2 separate regions of the Hordeum vulgare genome follow, and region 2 is linked to region 1. The links are chromatin contacts, called in public Hi-C maps. All regions are on one chromosome and are shown on one strand. Each heading gives the region's core, a stretch centred on a gene start, on an enhancer-like site or on the middle of the called end of the contact. The rest is flanking DNA. Distances are from core to core; before and after follow the strand shown.

The links. A called contact is a pair of places that touch in the nucleus more often than the background predicts.
Region 2: a Hi-C map of seedling shows a contact between it and region 1, with 2.8 times the contacts expected there. The contact joins the promoter of LOC123448176 here to the promoter of LOC123448175 in region 1. A contact is called at or near these places in 1 of 6 Hi-C or Micro-C datasets (seedling) and 1 of 1 datasets of contacts at active chromatin or transcription factors (embryo).

Annotation. Positions count from the first base shown.
Region 1 is chr4H:141,310,574-141,317,231 of MorexV3_pseudomolecules_assembly, reverse strand. It overlaps LOC123448175 (heavy metal-associated isoprenylated plant protein 33-like), which reads left to right and starts at 3,984. Exons shown (of 3, transcript XM_045124982.1): 1 at 3,984-4,331; 2 at 4,501-4,576; 3 at 4,663-6,579. The coding sequence starts at 4,302. The coding sequence ends at 6,263.
Region 2 is chr4H:142,099,426-142,106,083 of MorexV3_pseudomolecules_assembly, reverse strand. LOC123448176 (long chain acyl-CoA synthetase 6, peroxisomal-like) reads right to left here and starts at 3,921. Exons shown (of 24, transcript XM_045124983.1): 1 at 3,689-3,921; 2 at 3,454-3,514; 3 at 3,216-3,293; 4 at 2,359-2,430; 5 at 2,185-2,266; 6 at 1,931-2,036; 7 at 1,775-1,851; 8 at 1,029-1,073; 9 at 860-946. The coding sequence starts at 3,809.

The DNA of each region.
Region 1 (6,658 bases), core at 2,735-5,234:
GACCGTTGCCCTCCTGGGAGGTTACGATGTACAGAGTGGAATTCAGTCGGTACGATAAATATGCTCCGAATGCTCGTCACCGACTGGATGATGGGGGGTCCTTAGTTCAGTCGGAACTGTCTAAGGGACTTGCCCTCTATGAAGGGTAGTCATTGGGTAGGACCTATAGGGCAGGCCTATGACCCTACCCTGGGACTATAACCCCATCAATACCACTGGTGAACTCAAAGGACAGATGTCTTGAATGAGGGAAGGCTCACCACTAGAACCCTCTGATTGCATCAAAATATCCTTTATGTTTGATCTTTCTAGTAATTATGTATTTGACTAATGTCTCCTACTTAAAAAAAAGAATAACAACCAGTCTTCAACTGTTAAAGTTTTATATCTATATTTAGACACAATTGGTGTTGAGGCACTAAATATGTATGCCACGTGCAATGCACATGCTCCCCAGTCATATATATGCTTCAATCTATTTATATGTTGTTTTCTTGCGCCTTTGTGCTCTCTACATTGCTTCACAAATAGTGATAGTGAGGCTACTCCTCGTCTCTCTCATCTTTCAAACCAGTGGCAGTGACAGATCACACCTCAACCTTGCAGGAGTTGTTATGGACCATCTGGTTTTCTTCAGGAATCCACACCACTGGCAATTCTGATGGAGACCATCCACCTGACGTCCTTCTTGCTACAACCACTCTGTTATGTACTTCTATTGCCACACATGGCCTTTGGTAGATCCCAGTGAGATGAACTCCACCAAAAATCCCTCAATAATTGTGAACCCAAAAAATTAGGGATTTAACTTAGAAAGAATAACAGAGTCTACAACTAAGACAATAATTTTTAAATTTTTCTTACTTACAATTCGCAAATTGGGTTAAGAGTGTACTACTTAAAATGGAGAATGTATATATATATTATTCGGATGATCAGATGGGTCTTCTTCTACATGGTGACTATTGACGCAAAATGATTGCAGTTCTATCTCATCCACTACATTTTGTTACTCAGATTGTAAGTTATTGTGCATATGTACTATCATCACACTTTTACTTTCCTTTGTGTTTGATGTAGAGATACGAACAAAGCTACAAAGTCATAAGGGCACATGATCTTGTAGATTTTTTAGAGTCTTCTTGGCAGCCTACAAATTATCTTTATTTGAATACATAATCCATATATTTATGCAAAATAGATGTGGAGTACGCATTCTTTCTCTTATTAGCTCACAAACAGGCTATGGGCACCACATCTTAGCAACACACATCACACTGAAACGGACATTAGAGTGCTACTCCCTCTGTTTGAAAATAGAGTGTGTTGTTAGACTTTGACAACAAATATCTTGTACAATATTTTGTTGTTGTTACAAATCATAATCATAAGGAAGTGCTTCTCAACATGAATATAATGGTGTCTATTTTGTATAAGATAAGCTACATATTAGTTGACTAATTATTGGTGAAAGCACAAATTTGGACCGTCAAAGTATGCTTTATATTTTGAAATGGAAGGAGCAGTGGTTATGGTTGTGATACGTGTCTTATGCATTTATTTGTAAAAGGAGTAGAAACCCAACCTGGAAGCATAAAGTGACAGAGTAATACCTGCTACTCCTTAAACAGGTTGGTACAAGTCTTCTCTATTTGGTTTCACATGCTACATTGTATAGAAAAACTGAGCTTGCATATAAAATGTCATGGAAAAACATTTCTACACTTTATATCTGGTGAAATTCAAGTTATTATCAATTACTTGCAAGGAATAAGTAGGGTGCTGCATTTATTTTTGTTACTGAGCAAGTATCATCATTTTATTAATTCTGGTGTAATATTGAACAATGATGCTTCATATCATTAGGACACTTCATAATTTATTCCACTCTTGTTGTCTTTCAGGTCAAGAAAAAAGACGAGGTATCTCTGCGAGAAACTACCTTTTCTTTACGCCTGTGGTCTTTTGAAAATCTCATCTACCCCCTTTGATGGAAGGTTGATTCTGTGTGGACTTGGATATGATTCTGAAATATATCCGGAGATTGCACAAAGCTCTACAGCATCGCACTACAATGGCAATATGAAGCTTTGGTTCGAGTTGGGCTCACTACACTTGGGCATACCGGACTACAAGAAGTACCGGAGGAGGTTTCTCACTCGAAAAGATCGCTTCATGGAAAGTGCAATGTAAATCCGTGTCACACTTCATCAGAACCATCGACAACAGTTTGTGACGTCCAGTGGCCTCCTCCCTAGAATCATGTCTCTACCGACCGGATGCCTATAGCTCCCAAGAGATGCACTGTCATTGGCTACAATCGACAACAAACTTCACGCATCAGTTGAACATGAGAAGATGTCCTGCCATTGGCTACCAGTGCCATTGGTATTGAGCAGACGCAGCATCATCTGTCCATTGCACTGAATAGATTGATTGATGGTTTCATTACCTTGTGATTTGTTCTGTCGTCGATGCAAAGATCCATTTCATATTTCTCTCTTTTCTAATAAGAGCACAAACAAACATGTAATCTCATTTTTTGGCTGTTAGCTGTAGCGGGGTGATTAATTTTTTTGGTAGTTTGGCGCTTGTGAAATTGTGGATGGCCTGTATATTGTTTGCTGGAATGCCATATTTTCTGCAAGGCCTCGAGGGACGGACTCATTTGTTATCCTGAGTGTTGTGGTGTCCATGGGTCCTTTGTGCATCTAAATTGGTGTGTCCATGATTTGGCATGCTAGGCGCAAGAGATGTATCGGTGCACCAAAGGCATGATTAGCACCTCTAATAGCCTTGTGATAGCACATAAAGGAACACGTAGGCGCGGAAATGAAACTTGGCCAACGAGGAATCTGAAACTTCAATAGGCACTAGCTTCTTGTTCAGGTACGAAGAATGGGCGCATTGATCTCACTTTTATATGGTGCGGACCTCTTGTAAAAGCACACAAGTTGATATTACAATTCCATAGCATAAGAGGTATTAGCCTTGTTTTTTTTCCTAACACTGATGTCGTGGAGATTTTATTAAAAATTCATGCCCTTGGATAAGTACTATAAAATTACACTGCAATATTATTTATACAATACCTTTTCTACCTTTTTTTTAAAGTCTAAGTGGTTAATGGCCGAGAGAGAAATTTAGTATGCGCTGTGTTCATATAGGTGTAATCAAAATAAATAAATTAATAACCCGTGATAACGCACGAACTTTTTACTAGTCATACATAGATGTACATCTCAAGGAAGACTATGAGGAGGGGTCCGAAGAAGAGGGAGACTATGAGACCCTGTTCCATATAATTTTCTTTCCTCGGGTGATGCTTTTTTGAACACGGTAAACATTTTAGTTTAATGACAACTCATTCATCTGAATCAGCCCATAACCACGCAAAAAATAAAACTGTACGAATAAAACCAGGGTTAACGACGTAACCTAACGGCAAACTTCTCCGGCTGGACAGTGGGACTCGCGGCCATCCACACTCACAGAGCCTCTCTCTCTTTGGGTTTTCAATTGGCAGCAGAACAAGACAAATAAAAGCTAGCTAAAGAATTGGCAGCGGACCCGTGTTAGACTGCTTTTTAGAAAAAACTGAACCGACATTGGTAACCGTAGTTATTATAAAGCCCCGGGTACCTCACATGTTCAACATCTGTCTCTGCTTACTGACTGAACCACATTTAGCTACTCTGACCCATATTTAGTTACTACTACTAGTAATACTACTAATTGATTGAAAGATTAGGCAAAAGCTAAAGGCTTCTAATCCATCCCCAAAGCCCAAAGACCGGAGGAATAAATCTTGAAAAGGGTAAAGAGTAATTTCCTTCCCAGCTTTTCCGAAGTCCTGAAGATAGAGAGAGAGAGAGAGTAGAGATAGAGAGTGAGGGTGCTCGCTCTCTCTCTCTCTCCTCCCTCTGGCCTCCCCTATTAATTTCCTTCTAGTTTTCTGCAAGCACACACTCTGATAAGCCTCCCCCCCCCTCCCCCCCTCTCTCCAGCGCTCGCTCTTTGTGTGAGTGTGGGACGGGACAGTTATTATATTATCTTCAGCAAGAAGGCAGTTCCTCCTTCTCTCGCCCTCACACTGTCACACACACTCACGCTCTACGAGAGAGAGAGAGAGAGAGAGAGAGAGAGAGAGAGAGAGATGGAGAGCAATGTTTCCTGGTAGCTGCCTTCTTCCTGCTCTCCTGCCCCTGATTTGAGCCCCCCTCCGCGTCCGTTTCCTCTGCACCAGATCTGCGGGGCGCTTCTCGTCGTTGTGCCGCTGCGTTTCGGCCAGCAAGTCAGCCATGAGCAAGGAGGATGTGCTCAAGATACAGGTGAGGTTCTTCCTTCCTTGCTTTGCTTCCTCCCAACTCAAGACATTCTCCCGCATGTTCCTTCTTGTTTCTGCTGCCATGGAATTTCCGTGAGGTTGCTTGCTTGCTCCTATGTCTGATCCCTGCATGCTGTTCGTGTTTCTTTGTTTGTTCGTCCCCAAATCCACAGACCTGCGTGCTCAAGGTGAACATCCACTGCGATGGGTGCCAGAAGAAGGTGAAGAAGATCCTCAGCAAGATCGATGGTAAGTAATGGATCGACTTCTGGTTGTCCGTCTTGTTTAGCTGTTCCGCCGGGAGAATGTGTTGGATTCATCCCTCTTGTTTGCAGGCGTGTACCAGAGCTCCATCGACCCGGAGGAGGGCAAGGTGATGGTGTCCGGGCTGGTGGATCCGGACACCATCATTAAGAAGCTCAACAAGGGCGGCAAGCCGGCTGTGCTCTGGGGTTCCAAGCCCGGTGGCGTCGCCAACCAGTTCCAGAAGCTCCACCTAGACGGTGGCGGCGGCGGTAAGGGCCAGCAGCCCAAGGACGCCGGCGGCAAAGGCCATGCCAAAGATGCCGGCGGCAAGGCCCACAAGGGAGGCGGTGGCGGCAAGGACGCAAAGATGGCGATGCCGCAGCCGACCCCGCAGCAGATTCAGCAAATGCAGCAGCAGATGCAGATGAAGGGCCCGACGCCGCAGCAGCTTCAGCAGCTGCAGCAGCAGATGCAGATGAAGGGCGCGCCGACGCCGCAACAGCTCCAGCAGCTGCAGCAGCAGATGCAGATGAAGGGAGCGCCGACCCCGCAGCAGCTCCAGCAGCTGCAGCAGCAGATGCAGATGAAGGGCGCGCCGACCCCGCAGCAGCTCCAGCAGCTGCAGCAGCAGATGCAGATGAAGGGGCTCAAGCTGCCGCCGCAGTTCATGGGTGCCGCCGCGGCGAAGATGCCTTTCCCGGCGGGTGCGCCGGCCAAGGACCCCAAGTCCGTCAAGTTCAACATCCCCGACGACGGCTGGGGCGACGACGGCGGCAGCGAGTTCGACGACGAGTTCGACGAATTTGACGACGACGAAGATTTCGACGATGATGGCTTCGAAGACGACTACTACGACGACCCCAAGATGATGATGAAGCAGATGGCCATGCCGCCGAACGCCGGCGGGGGCGACAAGAAGGGCGCTAGCAATGGTGGGAAGAAGGGCGGTGGAGGAAACGAGATCCCGGTGCAGATCAAGGGGAACGGCAACAACGGCGGCAAGAAAGACGCAGGTGGCAAGCAGCAGCACCAAGGCGGCAACGGCAACGGCAACGGCGGTGGTAAGAACGCAGGCGGTGGTGGGCAGCCGAACAACGTCAAGGGAGGAGCACCGGTCCAGGGGAAGAAGGGCGGCGGCGTTGGTGGCCCGGCAGCAGCGATGGGCGGCCCGATTGGCGGCGGCATGCAGCCGCAGCAGCAGGCCATGTTCAGGCCTAACATGATGGGCGGCGCCGGTTTCCCCGGCATGGGCGGTCCCATGGGCCACCCCCACGCGGCGAGCAGCGCTCAGGCTGGCCGCGCCATGCAGGGCATGCCGCCGGCTGGGTTTTACCAGGGCGCTGGTGGCGGCGGCGGTGGCATGCCGTCCGGGGCAGAGATGCTGCAGGCTGCCGCTGCGGCCGGGAACCCCATGGCGCAGCAGCAGTACATGGCACTGATCCAGCAGCAGCAACAGCAGCAGCAGATGACAATGCTGCAACAGCAGCAGCAGCAGCAAATGATGATGAACGGCGGCCACGGCGGCGGCGCGGGAGGGTACCCGCAGATGGGCTACGGGCCAGGTTACGGGCGGCCGCCGATGGGCTCGTACCCGATGCCAACCGCCTATGCGATGCCGCCACAGCCACCAGCGGGCGAGCCTTACAACTACTTCAGCGACGAGGACCCCAACAGCTGCTCGGTGATGTGAGAGATGATGGATCGCGCCACCGCCGCTCATGGTTGAAAGGAAGGCCATGATGAATCTGGCAGTGACATGGGGCAGCAACAAGTCCCATCTAGATCGGTCCTCTTCTGTTTCTTCTTGATTAATTTAGCTTCTACATTTTCGCCTTTTATTTCAATCAAGCTTAAAAAAGGGACAAGAGCCGTGAGACCTGCTTGAAGGCGAGTGTAGGTACAGTAATTATCTATAGATGTCATAAGAGATGAATGCTCCCATGCTGTTACAGTTGAAGAACAATGTGATTGACTGATGGTAGATCAATGAACAGTATGCAAAATAACTATGGTGTCAATGCTCTGTCTTGTGTATGCAAAATAACTATGGTCTCGGTGCTCTGTCTTGTGTTGCATTCTGCACCG
Region 2 (6,658 bases), core at 2,672-5,171, 790 kb before region 1:
GACCCACCACCCTTCGTAGTCATGCAAGATTGCAGTATACACTCATTTTGTCATGTGTATTATAATGGAAGTAAAGAGTCAATGTATTTGAGCACACTTACATATTATGTCATGCAAGATTAGTTGCGATATAAATTGCACATTTTGCTTGAGCCCAATACCGTACCTCATATCATGTGCTAACTGCAAGGCTCAATAAGGTACCAGTCGAAAATCTGAAATGTATAACAGCAACCTAAGTGCAAAGCTATCGCTCAGTCCCCACCCCAGCCCGGAAGGGCACTGTTATGTTGTAATGCTGGTGGCCTGGTGCGTCTGGAAGCATCGGAACACAATCATCTTCAACGGCGCACAGCTGAGCTTGGCTCGCCTGCTTGACATGACCAAGTCGGAAGCCAGGCAATGGGTGTTGACAGGTGGAAAGGGGCTGGCCGCGCTGCTACCGGCAGCGACGGAGTCTAGCGGCTAGGGATATTGTGTTGTAATATGTGGGTGTTGCCCACTGTTGGGTTTGTACTAATTGTTCTTCTGTCAATGCATCAAAACACAAAGCTTTTGCGTATTCTCAAGGAAAAATGTTTAATGCATATCCTAACATAAGCACCAGCTAGATGTTTCAGTTTTGTACCTATCTGCAAAGTGATTCCACAAAAGCCAACTTAGCCCATCCAGATTGATGTCCGCAACAATGGCTATAACATTAATATTTCTCAACTCCGCGTACACATAAACAATGATTTACCAACTAGTTAAAATGGTATTGTGTTGACTGGCAACATTCATGAAAAGTGACCTGTATGGTGTTAAAGGATCCAACAAGGTTTGACAGGAAAACTCAATGATTATTCAGAAAGCCCACCTGTCTGTGTAGCATGGAATAGGTTATAATTTCCATTCCAGCAGCTGCAGGTGAAGATGGCATATTCTCATCGATTCCACCAACTACCTAAACAGAAAATATTAAGGCGCAAACAAGGCATTTGGGTTTTTCAAATTGCATATATTAATCTTAAATGACCTGCACTTACCACGATAAGGCGCACACAAGGCATTTGAGTTATAAAGCTTAATAGCTGAAATGAGCAGACAAATATAAGTCAAAATAAGGTTAAATTCATATGTACTTGAGTACTTCCTTATCAGAGTCTATCTCATTATACAGTGCAAAGCTAGATGCAAGCTGGTGTGCATAATATGATTGCTAGAATTAAATTAGGATTAAAGACCAAGCCAAACCTATTGCCAGATCATCGCACACACACAAAAATTGTCGCCAGATCAGACCCCAGTACCCAACACTTCGACGATGCATGTATGCGAATTTGGTCCAGAACTAACGGCATTTGATATCCATTCATAAACTATACGGCCTTTTGACACTATGAAGCACTCCTGAGAGTGAGTATATGAGATATAAACAAAGCCCCAAGTAGGATAACATCAACATTAAAACCAAGACTCAGTTTCCATTTACCAGGAGAGTGCTTGCCAGTTGCAAGCCTGGCTAGGACCAGTATGACAACAAAATTGAAGGAAAGCTGTAAGGGATGCCCCTACAGTATAAACAGGAACCCAAATTCACATCCACGAGGACTAAAATCCAGGTGGTGGGATGGGATTGTACATCCACTCCCCAACCAAGTGGGCTAGGCTCACTTTCTACCAGTGTGTCAATGTAATGTTACAGGTTATTCAGTGCTCTTCTATAAGTACTGTTTTAATGTACTGTACAAACTAGGAATAGTCTAGGTTTAGATAAAGCATTGAAGCTCACAGTGCTTAGTGTTTGTGGAACACAGAAGATAGCCTCTACTGATGCATGATTCACAATGAACTGAACTGCATCTGGACCTGTAGCCAATAAGAAAAACAAAATCAGTCTCTAAATGATTAAAGGGAGAACGATGATCATTCTGTGCTGTGGACATACCAAGAGTATCATATAGTGGCACAGAAACATATGAATACGCAGAACAAGCATTGTCAACTATGGTCCACTCAGGTCTATTTATAAAATACAGACCAACACGTGCGCCCTGATTCAGATCAGAAGAATACTCGATGGTAAGTTGAAACAAATTCCCTATAGGGCAATTTAAGTGTCATTTCAAGACATCAACATCTACAGCTTTATCTGAACAGAAAGAAAAGGACAAGTGCCTTTTTCAGACACTGATGACTCACTTTAGGTATTCCATGACAAATAAGGCCAGAACCTATTGCAGTCCTGCTTGTGCCAGCTTCTCCATAAGTCATCCATTTGTAGCTGTAATGTTATTTCTCGCTCAAGAGCTAGGATAAGATAAGGAACACTACAATAGGTAAATCTAAGGCATACATCAGATAATCGGTCCTTACTCTCCAATTGTTCCATCTGCATGGACCCTTGTACCTAGGTATCTACAATCTCTGAAAGTCTCAACTGCATTCCTGTTCAATTAAAGATAGCAAGGACACTATACATGAGATATTGTTAAGGTACTGCGATTGGAATAATATGAAATACGACCATATAGACACACTAGGAGCAGCTAGAGACTTTTGGCATGGCACACTGATTGTCCATACTAAGGGTCACTTTAGCAAAACATCCCATCAGCCCAAGGTTTTCAAAAACATGTAAGACTACGAATATCATATCATTGAGCATTTATTTTTCTTATCAACAACTTAGGCTGCGCCAACTCATTTTGCCAGTTTTAAACAAAATCTTCAGACAAAAGCTTCTATATTTATATTCAAGTTATTTTGCAGCTCTTGATTTTTACGGCGGCAAGTTTCCTCTGGCAACAAAAGTAAGAAACCAAAGAAAAAGAGAGTCCCAACTTGCATTAGTTTGTGCCAAACCCATAGATTTATTACTCAATAGAAATAAGTGTGTTAGAATAACCTTGATGGCACTTCCGAATTGTATCACTTTCTGTGAGCTCTAGGTCACCCTGTGCCGTCATAACTCTTTTATAACTTAATGAAATGCACGAGAACGTATTCTCTCAAAAACAAAGAAAAGAAATACAGTGATAAATAACTGAAGTGATTAACACCAAGGGTTCTACCGGCGAGCAGCATGGGCAAGCCAGCCTGGGATCGTATCCTCACTGCTGCTTTATTTAGCCAGTTGGCTGGTTTCTCCTAGCTACCATTCGTATTTATTTTATTTCTGATAAATAACTGAATTATTTTGTCAAGAGAGAAATTAAGGTGAGTATGCTTACACAAAGTTATCATGCAACGTCCCAATGTCTGGGTGGTCTGAAAATCTATCTATCAGCGTTATAGGTGAATGTGCAGATCTGCACAAGATTAGAAGCGCAATTATGAGTCACGAAATAGGCAAAAATGCAACATAACATTATGGTTCCTGACTGTAGATCTGCCAGAGATTAGAAGCGCAATTATGAGTCAAGACATAAGCAAAATGCAGCAAAATATTATACTGCCTCAAGAACCTACCGGTACACGTTCCACTTCCCAGTCTTTAACTTCTCAGGGAGGACAGCGCTGTAGCCAAGCACTGGAGGAACTAATTGCAATAAGTTTCTGGCGATCGGTGAGCTATATTTGAAACAAATGAAGAAAAAAAAGTCCTTGTCCCTCGCTCGCTTGGGGGTACTGGTACAGTAGTGCCGTCCAGCGAGTCAACGGCGGGCAGGGGAAGAAAGATAGAGGGCCTGGGATGCGTGCGTACCGTGGGCGTACTCCCCTGCGGTGGGATTGGGGCCGAGGCTATCGGAGGTGCAGCGGTCGGCGGTTGCTTGGGGCTGAAGGTGGGCGGAGACGGCGCGGAGGCGGCGCTCGGTTGCGTCCATCGGTGGGTTTGCCGTAGCTGGCGCTGCTGGGCAGGGTAGGTGGGGGAGCAGAGCGGAGGGGAAACGGAATGTGTACCGCGTGGGAGAAGAGCGGAGACGGAGGTGTTTGGACAAAACGGGCAACAGAGGAAGAATTTCTTCGAATTTGGGCACAATTCGTTTGGTCTTTTTGGTTCGAGAGATCTTCCTACACGCGAACGCGCGCATTATTAGAAAATTGACCTCCCATGTAATTTTTTTAAAACACCCTTATATTACGAGGTGTGCTTCGACTCATCTTTTTAAAAGATCAACCAGATCGTGAAATGTCTACATCAAACGAGCTGAGTACATTTTCATCACTGCAGGTCTACAACACAGGTCTTGTTGTAGAATTATATAATATGATTCTTGTAGCAGAATTTTCTTGCACCAACTGTTTTATTGTGATTTTCTTTTTTTGCAATTAAGATTTTGTTACAATTTATTTTCGCAACTGAGATTTTACCAATAGAGATTTTGTTGTAAAACATAGATCCGTCGTAGGTTATTATAACAGGATATATATTTCAGAAACATAGTCCCTACTACAGAACCGCTATGCGGGAACGTCGTTTGGACGCGTGTCATACAAGGAAAGTGACGGACGCGGCCACTGCAATGGTTAGCTTTTCCTTTATAATATATTTATCAATTAATCAAAAGGTTATTACAATCACTCATTACACCTTGCACGGCAGGATAGAGTTAGGGTCTGTTTGGAACTGCTCTGCTCCTTAAAATTCAGCTCTGCTTCAGAAAAGACAAGCCAAACGGGGTAGCTCCACGATATGCCGCTCCGAAAAAAAACTAGAATCTGGGGTAGAACTTCAAAGTTTTTATGAAGCTCCTGAGACGGTGCTTCAAAAAACTCTAGAAGCTAGAGTTGGGGGAAAATTACCCACCACTGCCACCAGTAAGTGGATACCCCTTCGTTTATTTCCCCTCAACCAATCAAATAGATTGTTTCCATCAGATTTTCTATTTTTGAAGCTGGAGCTAGATGGAAGCCAAACATTCTCTTAATAGTGATATAGCTTCTGTATGAAACTGCTTCAAAGTGAATTTGATGAAGTGAAGCTAATTTTGATGAATTGAATCAGTCCCAAATAGGCCCTTAATAAGCAATCCGTCCGACCTACTACTAAAACTAAACTTAACAATCTCATATGCCACCTCATTGGCACGCCAATTTATTTCTGAAGAACTCAAATTTTGAAACATCTTGGGAATACTCATAGCCTCTTTCTTCATATCAATAAGAGCGGACATGTCAAGCTTCTCATTTGCAAGGAAAGAATGTACGAAAGCGCAGTTAGTCTCCAAAATAATAGACTGGTGAAGGACGAAAGGACGTTGATGCCGCCTAGAGGGGGGTGAATAGGCGTTGTCGATGCCGCCTAGAGGGGGGTGAATAGGCGTTGTTGATGCCGCCTAGAGGGGGGTGGATAGGCGCTTTAAAATAAATACGGTCTAGGCTTGAACCAATGTGAAATAAAACTAACGTTTAGTTTGTCAAGCACAAAACCTAAAACAACTAGGTCCACCTATGTGCACCAACAACTTATGCTAAGTAAGATAAACAACTAAGTGATAGCAAGATATATAACATGAAATAACATGGTTATTACAAAGTAAAGTGCATAAGTAAAGGGCCCGGGTAAGAGATAACTGAGGCACTTGGAGAAGACTATGTATCCCCAAGTTCACACCCTTGCGGATGCTAGTATCTGTTTGGTACGGTGTGAAGGCACGATGCTGCCCAAGAAGTCACTAGGGCCACCATAATCTCCTTGCGCCCTTGCACAATGCAATATGTCGTGATTCCATAAAGGGGCCCTTGAAGGCGGTCACCGAACCCGTACAAATGGCAACCCTTGGGGCGCTCATCAAACTTGTACACTTTGGTAACCCTTGGCGGCGGTCAACGGAACCCATACAAAATGCTCGGGGCAATTTCCACAACCTAATTGGAGACACCGATACTTGTTCGGAGCTTTACACCATAATGATTGAGCTTTGAGACACCACCAACCGTCTAGTGCGCGAGAGCACCCAAGAGGCACAAGCTCTAGGGTGCAAAACATCCAAGAGTAATAAACTTCTCAACTTTTCACTACCATGAATCACCGTGGAGAACTCAAACCGATGCAACTAATGCAATGGTAAGAACACACGAAGTGATCAAGTCCCTCACACTCAAACTCCACCACAATAACAAAAGCTATGAAGGAATATGAGAGGAAGAATAGGGAGCTCACAAAGAACTCCAAGATCTAGATCCAAGGGGTTCCCCTCACTTAGAGGAGAAGATGATTGATGGAAATGTAGATCTGGATCTCCTCTCTTTTTTCTCTCAAAAACGAGCAAGAATGATTGAAGGGATTGAGAATTAGCAAGCTCGAAGAAGGTCAACAAAGGGGGGCAAACACGAAGTCAAGATATAAAGGAGCAATGGGGAAGAAGACCCCCTTTTATAGGCCTCCCCAAATCCAACTGTTATGCGCAGTGGTCGTGCACAAGCAGTACTACCGTTTGGTTGAGCGGTACTACTGCTTAGTGTGGTGGTTCCAGAAAAAACGTGCAAACGGCAGAAACCTCGAGACGGTAGTGCCACCGGAGCGGTACTACCGGCTGATCCAATGCTACTATCCCTGGGGATGCAATATCAAGGTAAGCGGTAGTAGAGAGAGAGAGCAGGGCGGTAGTACCGTTCCCTACTACCACACTACTACGTCTAAGATGAATAAGAGACCAACACCACAAAATAAGTAATAGTAGCAGCGGTATTAGAGAGCGGTAGTACCACGTGGGCGGTACTACCACCCTAC